Linked DNA regions of Mus musculus: region 2 is linked to region 1. Evidence: chromatin contacts called from public HiChIP or PLAC-seq data. All regions are on one chromosome and are shown on one strand. Each heading gives the region's core, a stretch centred on a gene start, on an enhancer-like site or on the middle of the called end of the contact. The rest is flanking DNA. Distances are from core to core; before and after follow the strand shown. Region 1 overlaps Scimp (SLP adaptor and CSK interacting membrane protein). Region 2 overlaps Rabep1 (rabaptin, RAB GTPase binding effector protein 1).

Region 1 (3,445 bases), core at 419-2,918:
CAAGGCACAGCTCTGGCCACCAAATGGTACACCACGGATGCCTGCAAAGTGTCATTCCCCATGAATGGGAAGTGTAGTGTCTGTGGGCAAGAGTCCTTCCACCTCAGTTTCCAATGATGCCCCAGAGATATCCTCAAGGCCAGGCAGAGGAGCTGCATCAGGGAATGGATATCAGAGTGTCCTGTCTAAGGTACAGCCCAACACAGCCATGTAGAGAGAGAGGCCTTCCCAAGACTCCAGAATTGTACAGACACCAGTAGCTGCCTGAAAGACCAGTATATCCTACAAAGCCAAAGAGCTATAGAAGAATAGGAAGAACTCTTAACCATGGAGCCATCTCCCCAGTCCCTTAATTTTGTTTGTTTCATAAAGAAGACCAGACTGCAACTATTACCAAGGGCGCACCATGGAGGTACTGGAGAGATGACTCAGCAGTTATGAGCACTGACTTCCAGAGGTTCCGAGTTCAATCCCCACCAGCCACATGGAGGTCCACAGCTGTCTGTAGCTCCAGTCCCAGGGGACCTAACGCTGTCTTCTGAAGACACTGCACACATATGGTATGCATGCAGGCAAAACATCCATACATACAAAATAGATATAATTTTTAAAAAGGAGAAAACTATGGTTCTGTGATTTGAGGCATGAGTTTTCAAAACTGTTGAGGCAGCCATCCATGATCTGTTTCAAAATGATATGTCAGCACTATTGTGGTTACCATAGTTATCCAGGGAGTGAGCTCAGGATGGGCCCTACCTTCTTATTTCTGGACTCTTTTAAATCAGTGACTATGTAGCTGGTCACTTGGCTTGGGCTCTGCTGTGTGACTAGAATATACACTAAGGTCCTATGACGTCTTGATATGGTTAATGTTGTCACACAGATTGGCAGTAGAAAGCACAGTCTTAGTACATGAGCCTAGCTCAACTCACAACAAATTTATAAATGTCCAAAAACTTTTATTCTACTTTTTTGCTGGCAAATAAACTGGTTGTTATATTTCCCTGTGTGTTTGGCATTCAAAAATATATTTATTAAGTGCCTTCTGTGTGCGGGGGCTTATTATGGACACTGGGAAAATAGAAGCTCTCCCTTAAGGAGCCTCATATTCACATGGCTGCAACCCGGACTCATTTGAGAGAACAGCTTGAGAAAGGGTCTATCTCAGCTTGTGGTTCCAGTGAGTTCAGTTCATGGCTACCTGGCTTGTGTTTCTGGGCCCGTTGTGAGGCAGAACACGGAGGCCGTCTGAGTGCATAGGAGAAGTTTCTTCAGCACAGGGTAGCTAGGAAGCAGAAGGAAAGAGAGAAACAGACAAGAGAACCCCCAGGGCAGGACACAGCCCTTGACACACCCTGGCTACCGACTTCCTCCTGTTAGACCTCACCTTTTAATGTTTCTAGGCCCTCCCAAAATAGAACCACTAGCTGGACAACACATATCAACACATGGGCCTCCCAGTATAGGGAGAACAGAAAGTTTAGGGCCTGGAATTCATTCATTCATTCATCCATTCATTCATTCGATCATTGAGCATACTTACTGACCATCCTCAGCATGCTAGGAACAGGGAAAACAAGGAAGAAGAGAAGGCCTGTCTCTGCACTGGTGTTGCCTTTGTTCAACTGGAAATGAAAGTCACATGAGCAGATCGTTCCGGATATAAGAGTTATGAAGGGGAAGCACCTACAAAGGCCACCACCACATCGGGCCGGTGAGGAAAGCACAGTGCCTAAGATGCAAAGGAGGGGAGGAATATTGCGTATAGCAGGGACAAGAGAGACCACAGCAAAGGTACTTACAAGTAGAGGAAAAACACTGGGGAACATGGAGGTTGCCAGGAGGAGGTAGTGTGTGAAAAGTTAGCCAGTAATAAAATCCTGACAAATCTTGTAAGCCATATTTAAGAGTTTGGCCTCTGTCTGAGGCTAATAGGTAAAGATGAGCTTTTAGCAATGGGAAGAAGTATTCGGTTGCTCACTTTCAAAAATCACCAGCTGCCAATCAGTGTTTTGGAGTCTGAAATACCAGAGGCAGGACACTGGTTAGAGGTTCTTAAAGTTCTCTTTGGGAAGTGCTGGCCATGGGCTGACTGACCTCAGAGTGATGGAGACAGAGCTGATCTGACTGAGGCACAGTCAACAGGAGGTGGGGACACTGGCAATAAAGGATGCAAGAAAGGACCTAACTTCTGCCCTTAGCAAGGGAGGAAGTAATCTAGCACGAGAAGTCAGGGGTGGGGATGTGTCATCAGTTATCCATGGAATATGTTGAATTTGAGGATCCCGTGGGATAATCAGATGGAGGTGTCCTGCGGGCTCTGCAACCTGGAACTGGAAAAGAGGGGTTGAACTGGAGCCTGTGGTTGGGAAGTTGCTAGGGTAAAGGGGATGCTGAGCCCTGTGGTATTGGCAACATCACTCAGCAATGCTGAGAGGGAAAGAGGAAACAACAGCACCCCAGGAAAGATAGGATGGAAAAGTAAGGAATGACCACTAAAGATGTGATAGTGAAAGCTACAGAAGGGGCATTAAGCTCTGAACTCTCGTCTTGAGTACCCTGCTGGAGGGTGCTGGCTGGACACTTCCTGGGGCAATCTACTCTTCCTGGCACAGCCAACATACCCACTGCCAAAGAAAAGCTAGCTGGGGGCAGAAGTCAGAAGGCCACTTGAGTCCTCTGTTGATCATTAGAAATGGTGTCTGAAAACACAGGAAATAAACTTGTGTCAGAACTTGACTCTTTGATGGGTTTGGTCCACATTCTATAAATATCCTGGGGGTTGAGGTGTGAGTGGGTGGGGCAGCGTCACTTTCTCACCTTACAGACTCAAAGTGTCTGCGCATCACAAGAGCCCTCAGCTATAAAGACAAGTCATGGCTTCTAGGAGGTTCAGGGGTGGGTGGGGCCTGAGAGAAGGGAGACAGGCATCCTTAAGGTGTGGCCTACATAGGGATTGAGAGCTGGGAGGCTCCACACAATCAAACACCAAGACTATGATCCCTAGCAGTCTCTCAGCTTAGGGGTCTCAACCCCCTTAGGGGTCAAATATCAGATACCCTGAATATCAGATATTTACATTACAATTCGTAACAGTAGCAAAATTACAAGTATGAAGTAGCAACAAAATAATTTTATGGTTGAGGATCACCACAAATAAGGAATTGTATTGAAGGATCCCTGCATTAGGAAGGTTGAGAGTCACTGCCTTACAGCTACATTCACCCAGGGAACGAAAGAAAATGTTGAGAAATGAGTCAGTTCTCACAGGCCCAGTGGTCTGCACTAAGGAAACTTCCTCCACAAAGGTGCCAAGGCCACATCCTCAGAATCTTGGGGTAGAGCTTCTGCAGTGTCAGAAACATCAGGAGCATCTGGAGCAACAGGAGCATCTGGAGCAACAGAAACATCTGGAGCAACAGAAACATCTGGAGCAGCAGAAATA
Region 2 (3,445 bases), core at 586-3,085, 94 kb after region 1:
CCAGACCAAGACAAAACTTAGAAAAGATGTAACAAGACATCGCAAGAACTTTATGCATGCATTTCTTTGAAGTATGGATGTCTAAATCCTCATTAAATGCTTGAAAATCAAACAACAAAAAAGAATTAGATTGTGACCAATTGGACCTCATCCTAGAACTGCAACGTTGGTCAAGCACATACTCATTGTAATAATATGTCAGTAGCATAGAAACTAGGCTGGGCATAGTGGTGCACATCTTTAATCCAGCACCCTGGAGGCAGGGGCAGTCGAGTTCCCGTGAATTTGAGGATAGCCTGGTCTGCATAGAGAATTCCAGGGCATCCAGAGCTTATATAATAGAGGAGACTGGTTTCACAAAACAAAACAAAAGATAAAAACCAAAGCACTCAAACTTCTTAGTTGATAAAGGAAACATAATTTGTAAGACTGTATACTTATTCATGATTAAAAACACTAAACTAGAAACAGAAAGGAAATTTGCCAACTTGACAAAGGACATTTACAAAATGGGTATGCATCAGCTTGTCTCTCATGGGGGTGTGTGTGTGTGTGTGTGTGTGTGTGTGTGTGTGTGTGTGTGTTTATGTGACACACATATGGCATGACAGTAGAAAGGGACTGTGAGAGAAGTCTCAGTGGAGGAAGGCGTTTAAGAGAGTGATAAGGGTGGATAAAAAGTCAAAGAGAGTGTATACTTTTTTTAATGCAGAAACTATATAAAGTCACATAGCAGAACAGGGTCTATTTCTGGTAGAAGAGCTTTGAAGGGATATGGTTAGGGTTAGGATGAGACCTTTTTTTTGGGGTGAGACCTTTTACTAGGATAAAATATAAATAATGGAAAAATTTGGGAGAATGTCAAAAGGGGCACCAAGATGGATCATTGAGAAGTAAAGAATTAGACAAGTTATTGACACATACAGGGCTTCCAGGAGAGTTTAGAGACATACAACATTGCAGGGTCTTTGAAGAGAGGAGTCATATGTACTTGTGGCAAAACTGGCAGTCTCTTGTGCCTTTATGAGTATTTGGGGGTTGGGGGTGTTTACAGTATTAGCTCGCAGCCTATTATTCTCATTTCTATTATTCTCAAGCAAGCCAGGAGTTAGGGAATAGGGTGATGAATAGGGCATGTGGCTACCAACACCTGCTTTGATATAAACTCACTTTCCCAGTTGAGAAGTCTTGGCACCTGGAAGTCTGTAAGCTAGGGAGTCAGTGTCTCAGTAAGGGTGCCATTTAGTATTTGGGAGAGAGAGAGGCTCATACAGAGATGCATCCTGCACAGGGGCTGGATTCAATTATTACCCTCTTATAAATGGTTCTTAATCCAAGCATGAGTTGTTATTCCTTTCTAAACCTCATGAGTACTATCTTTACTGTCTGCCTTTCTATTGGATTCTGGTTTTCTACACTCCCATCAGAATGAACCACCTAACTCTATAGTATTCTGAGGGTTCTCTGTTCTATAACTCAAAATTTCTTCTGTATTCCTGCCATGAGCCATTTTCAAATGCCTGTTAACCATGTAGTCAGGCTTATCATAGCAGCGTGTCCACTTTCACTACAGTTAGTCTGTATTAGTTTTCTTGTTATTATGGAAAAATACCTGACATAGAGGAGATACAGTAGACTTAAGTCAGGGGAGTCATGACAGGAGGCATGTGAAGTGGGTGGCTAGTTACATTGGATCTGCTGTCATGAAAAAAATGCTGACTCGTGCCTTACCTACTTTTTAAAATCTAGTCCAGGACCCCATCTTATAGGGTGTTAACAACCCACATTCAAGATGGGCCTCGTTAAACCTCTCTGGAAACACCAGTCATACATGACCACAGGATTTCCTTCTGGATGATTCATTATCTGGTCAGTAGTGAAGATAACCACCACAGTGCTCTTGCTAAATCAGAAACAGAATATGGTGATGCACACCTGAAATCCTGTTACTAAAAAGATTGAGAGCTTGGAGCCAGCTTATGTTACATAGGGAGAGACTCTGAAGAAGGGAGTGAGGAAAATCTAAGGAAATTCTGGTCACTGATCAACGTATGAAAAGATAGTCAAACTCCCTACAAATAAGGAAGTATAGACTTAAGAACTGAACATTTTGTGTTCATGATAGTCATGATTTTTTTAGAAGTATTTGTTTATTTTACGATTTATTTATTTTATGTATATGAATACACTGTAGCTTGTACAGATGGTTGTGAGCCATCATGTGGTTGTTGGGAATTGGAACTCAGAACCGCTCTGTTCGTTCCAGTCGAACCCGCTTGCTCTGGTCCAAAGATTTATTTAAAATCTAAGTACACTGTAGCTGTCTTCAGACACTCCTGAAGAGGACATCAGACTCCATTACAGATGGTTGTGAACCACCATGTGGTTTCTGGGATTTGAACTTAGGGCCTTTGGAAGAGCAGTCAGTGCTCTTAACCACTGAGACATCTCTCCAGCCCCAGTCATGATTTTTTAAATGGAGAGTTGGCAGTAAGAGAAAATAGATATATCCCTATATAGGAATAATAGGCTTATTTTTTTGTTTATTTGTTTGTTTTTCAGTGTTAGGGACCAAACCTAGGGCTTTGTCCATGTTAGTGCTCAACTGCTGAACTGCATTCCTGACTCTACACCTCTATAGTTTTTGGAAGTCATGACCAAGTATATGTTCTATCGAGGCTTAAGTCATGTAGTGTACATGTGATATCAACTTAATATTTAAGAGATTTTAAAGAGTGGCTAAGAAGGTAATCTTAGCTTTATCAACTCTAATTTCTATGGAGTATGGCTTTCTTCCATTAACTATGTCCTGAAGGTTTACTCTGGAAAGTTACAGACATTTATAGCACATCATTTTATCATTGCAACAGTCCTGTAAAGTGGATACTTATGCCTGAGTAGTTAAATAATTTGATTATTGGGGCAGGAGAGATTCCACAGTGGTTAAGAGTACTGACTGTTCTTCCAGAGGACCCAGGTTCAATTTCCAGCACCTACATGCCACACACAACTGTGTAACTACAGTCTTGGGAATTTGATGCACTCTCCTGGCATTGAAAGGCACCAAACAAACATGTGGTGCACAGATATGTGTAGTTAAACCATGCATACACATAAAAAATAAAAATTTAATTGTGTTCATTTAGTGAGAAATAAAAGCCTAAATATAGCACCAAAATTGTGACCGTCCCCAGCGTGTTACTAGATAGTTTAAATACTTTGTTTTTGAAACCCAGCATGCTTTATATTTCTGTTAAGATGGCTTCATAATCTATATTAACATTTAAAAATTCAATTTCTTCATTTTTTTGGGTCTGATAAAGTGAACTACACATTAATGGAAAATCTTTTACTTTCTCCCCAGAGGATCTGAAGAGGCAAAATGCAGTATTGCAAGCTGCACAGGACGATTTGGGTCACCTTCGGACACAGCTGTGGGAGGCTC

The links. HiChIP or PLAC-seq counts read pairs in DNA pulled down with a chosen protein or histone mark.
Region 2: a BATF HiChIP or PLAC-seq map of CD8 T cells shows a contact between it and region 1, with 6 read pairs. The contact joins two enhancer-like sites. A contact is called at or near these places in 2 of 39 promoter capture datasets (both in liver), 6 of 484 Hi-C or Micro-C datasets (the AML12 cell line, adipose-derived mesenchymal stem cells, embryonic fibroblasts and 1 more) and 1 of 115 datasets of contacts at active chromatin or transcription factors (CD8 T cells).

Annotation. Positions count from the first base shown.
Region 1 is chr11:70,787,818-70,791,262 of GRCm38.p6, forward strand. Scimp (SLP adaptor and CSK interacting membrane protein) reads right to left here. Exons shown (of 5, transcript NM_001045526.2): 5 at 3,115-3,445. Among named protein-coding and RNA genes, the nearest start is that of Scimp, 23 kb to the right of the region's middle. Within about 2 kb of position 1,669, at least 82 of the 459 cell types and tissues checked have an H3K27ac peak or open chromatin away from gene starts, as enhancers often do. A contact at or near this core is called in CD8 T cells, where this site is marked.
Region 2 is chr11:70,881,401-70,884,845 of GRCm38.p6, forward strand. It overlaps Rabep1 (rabaptin, RAB GTPase binding effector protein 1), which reads left to right. Exons shown (of 18, transcript NM_019400.3): 3 at 3,365-3,445. Among named protein-coding and RNA genes, the nearest start is that of Rabep1, 38 kb to the left of the region's middle. Within about 2 kb of position 1,836, at least 12 of the 459 cell types and tissues checked have an H3K27ac peak or open chromatin away from gene starts, as enhancers often do. A contact at or near this core is called in CD8 T cells, where this site is marked.